Regions from separate parts of the Pan troglodytes genome. Here region 1 is linked to region 2. Evidence: chromatin contacts called from public HiChIP or PLAC-seq data. All regions are on one chromosome and are shown on one strand. The core of a region is the stretch at or near the end of the contact, and the rest is flanking DNA. Distances in the headings are between cores, read along the strand shown.

Evidence for each region. HiChIP or PLAC-seq counts read pairs in DNA pulled down with a chosen protein or histone mark.
Region 1: a contact with region 2 is called in an H3K4me3 HiChIP or PLAC-seq map of stem cell-derived excitatory neurons, with 5 times the contacts expected there. The contact joins the promoter of PCDHB1 here to the promoter of PCDHA4 in region 2. A contact is called at or near these places in 1 of 7 Hi-C or Micro-C datasets (stem cell-derived neural progenitor cells), 1 of 1 datasets of contacts at active chromatin or transcription factors (stem cell-derived excitatory neurons) and 1 of 1 other capture datasets (stem cell-derived neural stem cells).

What each region holds. Positions count from the first base shown.
Region 1 is chr4:138,765,111-138,769,980 of NHGRI_mPanTro3-v2.0_pri, reverse strand. PCDHB1 (protocadherin beta 1) reads right to left here and starts at 3,472. Exons shown (of 1, transcript NM_001024133.2): 1 at 939-3,472. The coding sequence starts at 3,395. The coding sequence ends at 939. It overlaps LOC134809982 (a long non-coding RNA gene), which reads left to right and starts at 2,317. Exons shown (of 2, transcript XR_010157022.1): 1 at 2,317-3,983.
Region 2 is chr4:138,520,295-138,525,102 of NHGRI_mPanTro3-v2.0_pri, reverse strand. PCDHA4 (protocadherin alpha 4) reads right to left here and starts at 2,698. Exons shown (of 4, transcript NM_001364703.2): 1 at 198-2,698. The coding sequence starts at 2,582. All of the region lies in intron 1 of PCDHA2 (protocadherin alpha 2), which reads right to left. All of the region lies in intron 1 of PCDHA3 (protocadherin alpha 3), which reads right to left.

The DNA of each region.
Region 1 (4,870 bases), core at 2,223-4,722, 240 kb before region 2:
TACCAAAAAATTAGCTGGGCATGGTGGCGCATGCCTGTAATCCTAGCTACTCAGGAGGCTGAGGCAGGAGAATCGCTTGAACCCAGGAGGCAGAGGTTGCAGTGAGCCGAGATCGTGCCATTGCACTCCAGTCTGGGCAACAAGAGAAAAACTCCGTCTCAAAAAAAAAAAAAAAAAAAAAAAACTACATCTAATTTAATTTTGGAGAACATTCCTAAACTGAATCTCTTTATCCTTATGTCTGCCCTTATTCACATTTGCAAATAAGTGAAATCCTTTTCTTTCTCCACCCTTCCTCCCACCATGATTATTTGTGAAGATCACCATTTACCAGGCATTTCCATGATTATGATTATGAATGATTGCAGGCAAGGTATTGATCAAAGATAATCACTCATCAGGGACAAGAATTTAGAGATTCCTGAATAATAAACTATATCTCTGCTTGTCAAACCTAATCACTTCCCAATATATCAAAAAGAGAAGGTAGTTCTCTTCCCTATGCATGCATAACTTTCTACTGGAAAATAATTTAGAGGCAAATAAAAGGATCTCTCTATGGAACTAAGTATTTCCTGGGCCAGGACCAATGAACTTCTAAGGAAAATGTGAATAATGGCTTATTCATTACTTGCTAGCACAGAGATGGAAAAGCAGAAGTTCCTACCACATATGCATTTATAGAGGGTGACATTTCTTTAAACAGAATTCCAACTGGAGAAAGGGTTATAGATATATGATCTGGGGATCAGGATAACTGCTTTGTATTGAGTAAGCCTAGCCTCACTCTGGGTTTCCCATTTTCACCAAACTAAGTACTCTTATCTTTACTAAAGCTGCAATCTACTACCAGTTTTTGTTTTAATGAGGATGTAACATCTTTGCATACCAAGTATAAAATTTTGCTTCTCTTGTCTCACTGAGCCTGTAAATAGGAGCTACATATAGTCATCAGATACCTGGTCATGGCCCTCTAATCTCTGAGACTTATTCCTATCAGAATTTGGGGGCAAACTGGAGCCAGCCTCCATTTTTATCTCCCCAGTGGCATGAGGGAAAGGAAAGTTGGGCATAAAACGCTTAAGAAAGCGAAACTCACTATTACCAGTGCCAGTGGCTGAACACATTTCATATGGACAAGGCCGAGATAAGGATCCATTGCCTTGTCCTTGTACCAGGTTGTTAGAGAAATTACAGTCATCATAGAAATGCTCTTGAATTGTGAACTTTTCTCTATATTTAATCTTTTGGTAGACATGTATAATGAAGATCACTATGACAGAGAGGAGAAAGAGAAAGGAAAGGATGACCAGAGAAATGACCAAATATTTAGTGGATGGATTTACCTTTCTAGAATGCCTGGTTGGATCCTGGAACTGCAGGTAGGGCTCTGAAAAGCCATCTACCAGCAGGATGTTGAGTGAGACAGTAGTGGAAAGAGCTGGTTGGCCGTGATCCTGAACAAGAATGATCAATTTCTGCATCATGGGGTCTCTCTCAGATATCTGCCTTAATGTATGGATTTCTCCATTTTGTCTTTGAACAGAAAATAACCCAAGGTCAGTGGCCTTAAGTAGATGATATGAAAGCTAAGAATTCTGACCTGAGTCACCATCCACAGCCACCACTTTGGTCACTAGGTAGCCTGCCTCTGCAGACCTGGGCACCAGGTCATTGCAGGGCAAGGTGCCGTTCTGCAGTGGGTATAAGATCATTGGACGATTGTCATTGTCATCTAGGACAACCACTCTGACAGTAACTTGGCTACTCAGTGACAGGAAGCCCCCATCAGTTGCCTTTACCACAAATTGAAAATCTTGAATGGCCTCATAATCCATGGTTCTCAGCGCGTAGAGCTTCCCATTGTCTGAATTTATGGATATGTAAGCAAAGACTGAAAGATCTCCGTTTTTTGGAGGCAACAGAGAATATGTTATTTGGGCATTCTCACCCAAATCAAGATCCTCAGCATGGACTTTGCCAATAAAAACCGCAGGACTATTGTTTTCTCGAACAGTCAAGATATAGGAATCTTCCCGAAATATTGGAGGATTGTCATTAACGTCGGATATTAGCACCTCTATCATAGTCTCGGCGGACAAGCTAGGTGGTCCAGTATCCATGGCAACAAGGGTGATATTATAGCCTGAGACCTCCTCCCGATCCAAGCTTCTGTCAGTGACCAGTGAGTAAGAATTCCCAAATGTAGGTTTGATTACAAAGGGAAGGTCTTCTCTGAGGAAGCAGGTGACTTTTCCTCCCACTCGAATGTCCCGGTCTCTGATAGTGAAAAGGGCTACTACTGTCTGTGGTGGTGAGTCTTCAGGGAGTGGGCTGGACACAGAGGAGACCATCACTTCGGGAGGATTGTCATTCACATCCACCACTTCTACCAGGACTTTGCTGTGGGCAGAGAGGCCTCCACCATCTGTAGCTTGAATGTCAATGTCGTATGTTTCAATGGCTTCAAAATCGAGAGGGCCTCTTAGTCGAACCTCTCCATTTTGAGGGTCAATCTGAAACGTCTTGAGAATTGCTTCTGGGTTTTGAGCTAAAGAGTAAGTTATCGCTTTGTTGGTGCCCTCGTCTAGGTCCACGGCAGTCACCGTGGCCACCAAAGAGCCATTGGGGCTGTTCTCTGATACCTGGGCTCTGTACACCAGTCGCGAGAACTGGGGCACGTGGTCGTTGACATCCAGAACCACCACGTGGATGTGAGCTGTGCCAGACTTAGGCGGGGACCCGCCGTCCACCGCCGTAATTGTCAAGTTGACTTCAGGCTGCTTCTCTCGGTCCAGGGGTTTGTTCAGCACCAGCTCAGCATATTTAGGCCCGTGGCTGCGGAAGCGGGTGTGCAGGTGGAAATACCCATTGGCACTCAGGGTGTAGTTCTGGAGACCGTTAAGGCCCACGTCCAGATCCTGGGCGCTCTGCAGAGGAAAACGTGAACCCAAGGGGGTGCTCTCCGGAATCTTTAAAAGCGGCTCCTTGTTTAGGAAAACTGGGGCATTGTCATTGATATCAAATACCCTGACCTCGGCCCGGAAGGACTGCAGCGGCTCCACCAGGACTACTTCAAAGTGCAGAACACAAGGGTCGGCTTTGCCACAAAGTGACTCCCGATCCAGTTTCTCCTTCACAAACAAATCTCCCGTCTTGCGGTGGAGCCGGAAATGCATTTTGTTGCCCTCGGAAACCAGCCGCGCCCCGCGCGCAGCCAGCTTCCCTACCTCCAGTCCTAGGTCCTTAGCTACGTTGGCCACAAACGAGCCGCTCTCCATTTCCTCCGCCACTGAATAGCGGATAGTTGTCGCACCCCCCACAGATATGCACAGAAAAATGAGAAGAGATCCCACTTGCCTGTTTTGCAAAGATTTTCTGCGTGTACCCGCCATCAGTTCTCACAAGCGCGCTCTCTGCAATCAAAGCCAACTGTTGCGGATATACTTTCACTTTTCTGCAACAGGTTACTGCAACAGCAGCTCCTCGCTTCACTAGCCTCTAACTGCAGCACCACCAAAGGCTAGCCGAGCCCATTAAGCTGTTTTGCACTTGAAAGAAAATTTGCATTGAGCGACTCAACTCCCCAGTCTAGCGAATGTATTAATAGATATGTTCTCATTCCGGAGAGTTAGGTAGAGGTTGAAAGTTTGTTGCCAAAGCAACAACAGACTCACCTGTTAATTCCCTTTCAGGAAAAAAAGTCCTTGGGAATTGAGAAGCCAATGAGATTAGTCGTTCAAGCTGAAGTCATTCTATCTGCTAGCTGTCTGGAGCCACTGAAGCTGTGGGCGAACAGCAACAAGTTTAAGCTACATCTGCACACTCTGCGGTCCAGAGACCAAGAAAGAAGCACAAGGATCCTGCAGAGTCTTCCGAAGCCCAAGCCAAATATATGAGGCAGGGAGCTAGAGAATGTGGAGGAAGTGGTCAGTAGGAAAAGGAAAGGGAACAGACATTCTCCTTCAGAAACTTGAGGTCCAGTAAGTACACTGACAGGGGACTAAGCCAACTGACCTCTTGATTTGCACTACGCTATCATGCTACTTCTACGTATTCGCTCCGCCCCCCTCCAAATATCTGTATACACGTGCACAAAAGGAGCAGCTGGCTTGTCACTTATGATTATAATGGCAATAGTATTTATTGGATATGATTTCCATGTACTGAGACTATGACAAGTGATGTACATGCATTATTTAATTTAATACTTGCAACAACTATATGGAGTAGACATTATTAAAAAAAAAAAGAAAAAGAAAGTGAGATGGGAGAGGTTATGTCAAGGTCCCCTACCTAGCAAATGTTAGAAATAAAACTCAATTTAATTTTGTCTGACTCCGAAGTCTATGCTCTTAATCAGTACACTACTCTGCTTCCCAGATAATATAATGAATAAATCAAATGAAGATAAATATTTGGTTTTGGATTTTAAAGCAAATAAAATAAGATTGCTTACACATATTGAAAATGACCTAATAGAAATATAGGAGATATTTGTTGAGAGTTTCCTTTATGATCATAGGATAGTAGAATGTTTAATAAGACATTTCAGAAAGATGAGAACCAGTCTCCTTCTCACCCATCCTCCACTTTAAAAAAAAAAAAAAAAACAGATGAAGAAACTAAGGCCCGAAGTGATGAAGTCACTTGCCCAATTCATACAGCTACTCATGGCAGTGTAAGAACTAGAACTTGTCTTCTAATGCTGTCTCATGCTCATTACCTAAAACATTTGATTTCTCATTTGTGCTCAATACTTTATGTCCCAGGTGCTATAAAATTATGGCCACTTAACGGAAATCTAGCTATATTTTCCAATAGGAAAAAAAGAATGAAAGTAGAAAGTGTACAGAACATTAATTACATC
Region 2 (4,808 bases), core at 1,449-3,948:
TAATGCAGCATAAAATGAAGGAAGGCAATATATATTGCTCTGATGTCCTATAATTCCAAAAGACTTTAGTTAAAATGGATATGTAAAGAGAGGTAAAATTTTAACCCAGGGAAATTTGACTCTTAGAAATAAATTTACGAAGAAGTTGATAGAGAAAAACAATACGAAAATTAAACAAATGGATGTTATACACTAACCTTTGCAAAGGATTCCTCAGTTGTCTGCAGCTCATCTTCTCTGTCCCTAGAGTCAGGTAAACTGGGGCTGAAGGCCATGAGGTCGGTCTTGGGTGGGCCCTCACCAGAGCACACCCTCGGCCTCCTCTGCTGCGAGTATGACCAGCTCCCCACCGCGCTGGAGCACACCAGCGTGGGCTTGCCCGGAGCGCACGCGCCCTCGGTGGGCGGCGCAGAGCACCGCAGCGCGGTGTACAGCAGCAGCGTGAGCACCAAAAGGCTGGACACCGCGCAGATGGCAATGATCAGGTATACGTTGACATCCACCAGCGCAGCATCGGGACCGACAGCGCCCGCCAACGCCCGTGAGGAGGCCTTTGGCGCCTGTCCACTCTCCACAAGTGACACCAGCACGGTGGCTGTGGCCGTCAGCGCGGGCTCGCCGTGGTCCTTCACCAGTACCAGTAGGCGGTGGCGCGGAGCGTCCGTTTCGTCCAGGGCACGCGTTGTGCTGATCTCGCCAGTGTACAGCCCCACGCGGAAAGGGATGCGCGCGCCACCAGTCCCCGGCTGCAGCTCGTACGAAAGCCACGCGTTGTAGCCCGAGTCAGCATCCACCGCGCGCACCTTTGCCACCACGTGGCCCACACCCACCGACCATGGCACCAGCTCGCTCACTGCGCCACCAGTACCACCCGCCCGAGGCGCTAGCAGTGCTGGCGCGTTGTCGTTTTCGTCCAGCACGAACACCTGCAGCGTCACGTTGCTGCCCAGAGGCGGCACGCCCGCATCCCGCGCGGTCACCTGAAACTGCAGCAGCTCTAGCTCCTCGTGGTCCAGCGGCTGCAGCGCGTACACCTTGCCGCTCTCCGCATGCACCGAAACGTAGCTCGACAGCGCGCGCTCGCCCACCCGCCGCTCCACCAGCGAGTAGGACACCAGGGCGTTCTCCTGCGCGTCCGCGTCCCACGCAGACACCGTGAAGATGTGGCAGCCCGGCGGGTTGTTCTCCTTCACGAACACTGTGTACTCGGGCTGCGCGAACGCCGGAGCGTTGTCGTTCACATCAGCCACCTCCACAGAAACACTGGCCGTGGCCCACAGCGAAGGCGAGCCCCCGTCTCGCGCGGTCACCACCAGCTCATAGGCTGACACGCTCTCGCGGTCCAGGGCACTGTCCAGCACCAACGAATAGTAATTCTTGAAGGTGGACACCAGCTTGAAGGGGACGTGGGACGTCAAGGAGCAGGTAACCAGCCCATTGACACCCATGTCTTTGTCGGACACGCTGATCAGGGCGATGACTGTACCCAGTGGAGCGTCCTCTCTAATTGGAAGTGACAAAGACTTGAATTCCAAATCTGGGACATTATCGTTGTTGTCTTCTACTTCCACAATAACTCTACAATGGCCAGAAAGTGGGAGCTGTCCCTTATCAATGCCCTCTACAATAATTTCATAGGATTTGCTTTCTTCAAAGTCAATATATCCCTTTACAATAATTTGTCCAGTAATTGGATCTATGTGAAACTTGGATTTCACATTTGGCGAAATATCATTTGAGAATGAATAAATAATGTCCCCATTCAATCCTTCGTCTAAATCTGAGGCGTTAAGTTTAATTACCAATGTTCCATTAGGAACATTTTCTAGTAATCTCACCTTATAAATGGTTCTGTCAAAAGCTGGGGCATTGTCATTGGCATCCAGTACTGTGATGAGTAACTGAACGGTGCCAGTCAACTCGGGTTTGCCTCCATCAGTGGCTGTGAGCACTAAAAAAATCTCCGGAGCTTCTTCTCTGTCTAAAGATTTCCGTAATATAAGCCCAAGACCTTTTACCAGCTCGTCATCAGATGGTTTTTCCAGAGAAAAGTATTCATTTGGGCTCAGTCTGTAAGTGAGCAGGGCGTTCTCCCCGATATCTGCATCCGAGGCGCCCTCTAGTGGAAACCGAGAGTCAAGCGGCCTGGATTCCGCGATGGACAGGTTCTTTTGTGTTGCTGGGAACACCGGCGGATTATCGTTAATGTCCCTCACCTCCACGTCCACATGGAAAACCTGCAGCGGCCTGTCCACGATCACCTCCAGGTGGATGCTGCACTCCGCGCTCCGCCGGCACAGCTCCTCCCGGTCGATCCGAGAATTCACAAACAAAATGCCATTCTGCAGATTTACCTCCAGAAGGCCTCCGCGGCCCTTGGACGCCACCCGGAACAGGCGCGGCACCAGCTCCGCCAGCTCCAGTCCCAGGTCCTGCGCGATGCGGCCCACGAAGGTGCCGTGTTTGGCCTCCTCGGAGACCGAGTAGTGGAGCTGACCGTTCCCTGCCTCCCAGGCTGAGAGGAGAAGAAGTAAGAGCAGCAGACGCCGGGATTCCTGGCCGCTTCCCCAGGAAAACTCCATCTTTAGTGCACAGTATTTTGTTCTGATTAAATATCGTTTCTCAAAGTCAAGGGAAATCTTTTAATCGGTCAGTCAAGTGCAGCTGCATCCTCCATGTTTCAGACTCCAAAGAGTGCATATGGTTCCTTCCAGTAAGAATAGAAGGAATTTTCCCTTCTTCCTCCTTCTCTCATGTATTTTGTGGTAAAGAGCGACATCATGTGGCTCCAAACCGTAAGTAGCAATTGTGGAAACCCACACACACTCTACTATAAACTACTTGGTTTTATTTATTCTTTCAGTCTTTTCGGAGAATAGGAATACATTTTGTACTACTGTGGTACACATTGTACCACTGATTAATTGAGTGTGGTCCTTAGTTTCGCCATAGGGGCAACTTTTACTTCAGTAGAAATAATTTTTTCAACACAGGTTTTAAGTATTACAGAGACCTAACTATACACTTTGTAAACATGTAACTGTAAACTGTTGATTAGAAAAATTCATTACAGATTCCTGTGTTCCCAAGAATTCCAGGGTTTTTTTTATTATTAATGATAACACCCTCTTCACCCTAGTATTTCTGGTGTTGTTGACTTGAGGGGACTGGTCTCTAGGGAAATTCTGGTGCCAAGAACAAGCTATTGACAGGGAAATTTGCAGATGTTTTATAAAAGGATCAAAGACCATCAGCATTTAATTAGATGTCTTCCTTGAGTCATGTCAGGGCTGAAAGTGCAAGGAAGCAGGAAGTTATAGCAAATAGCTTGCATGGAAAAGCATTCCAAATAATTTTATTCATTGGAACTCATTTGCTCCCATGAGAAACGCTGGTATTCTCATTTTGACTCTTACAGTTTATAAGTACTTGCTTGTTCTCCAGTATGTAATGTGCCTAAGCTTCTATTTTCTCCTATAGTGCTTATATATTTTAGCCAAACTGAATATTTCCTGCTTCCAATAGCATTTTTTAATAAACAAGCATGTTCATTTTGTCCTGTCTATAAGTAATCCACATCATTTCTAAACTCTTCTAAAGCCAATTTACCCCATTTTATAACCACTTAAAACTTCCCTGACCCATGAAGAATGTCATGATCAAACCAATTGAACAGGTATTTTTTCTTCTTTTACAAACTGCAGCACCAGGGTGGAATCGCGTGGGCCATTTTTTACATTAATTTATCTCTTATAAGCATTTGAGTATGTGTGTCCTTTTTTGGAATATATATTTTAAAGGGAATAGTTGTATCTTAATTGTTTAATAGCTCAGAGGGACTTACCTAACATTTGCTAAATATTTACCCTGCAGAAAATGTTTGTTTCCTTCCATTGCCTAATAAAATGCATTAATTTAAGGTGATCGCATATCTAGTTGGGAAAATGTGGTGTTTCAACAGCCTCTATAATTTTCTAAAGATACAAAAAAAGTCTCTAGACATTTCCCCAATTAAGATGTATTTCAAGTTCAATGTTGAAAACTTGGGTTTTAGCTTAATTTTTATTCTAATTCTTGGTAATCACGATCTTTGAATCATTCTGGGTATTAATGGGGAATGAAGACTTCCCAATAAATAAACCCACAATACATTTTCTTACATAAAGAAATTTAATATATAAAGACATAATGGTAGCCATTTAAAAACTTTCCTTGCCTCCTATATTCATAAAGTTATTTTCATCCTGTTTGTCTAAACAAAAAATCAATCTAGTGAAAATAGCTTTACGCTCCCTCTCTATTGAAGAACTACACTCACACAAACACACACACACAAAAACCAAAACAACAACAACAAAAAACCCCACCAAATTTCTGAATCAAACAGAAACCAGGGTACTTTCACTATGTGGGGACCCAAACTATATTTTTGCAAAATGATCATTGACATCAAGCACATTGGAAAAAAGGAGGAGGAATTCCATTTTCACCCATTTCATTTGTAATATTTTCATTTACCAGGTATTTTAATGTATAGATGGGGAATGCAGCAGAATAGAAAACGATGTTTATTTGGTAGCTATTCAATATTTATTTGGCATAGCATCAGTACATCTGTGAAGTGAAAATTCCAAAGTCTTCAAAATGTCTTTGCCAAGAGTCTTGTTAGACAATAGTTTCAAGAGGCAAGCTGGATTTGAAGATTGAAGTTCCATATCTGGGAAGACAAGTACTTTGGCTGACTCTATTATATTCAAGAAGCTGATAACAGAACTAAATTTTTAAAATACTGACCTGAGATGGACACA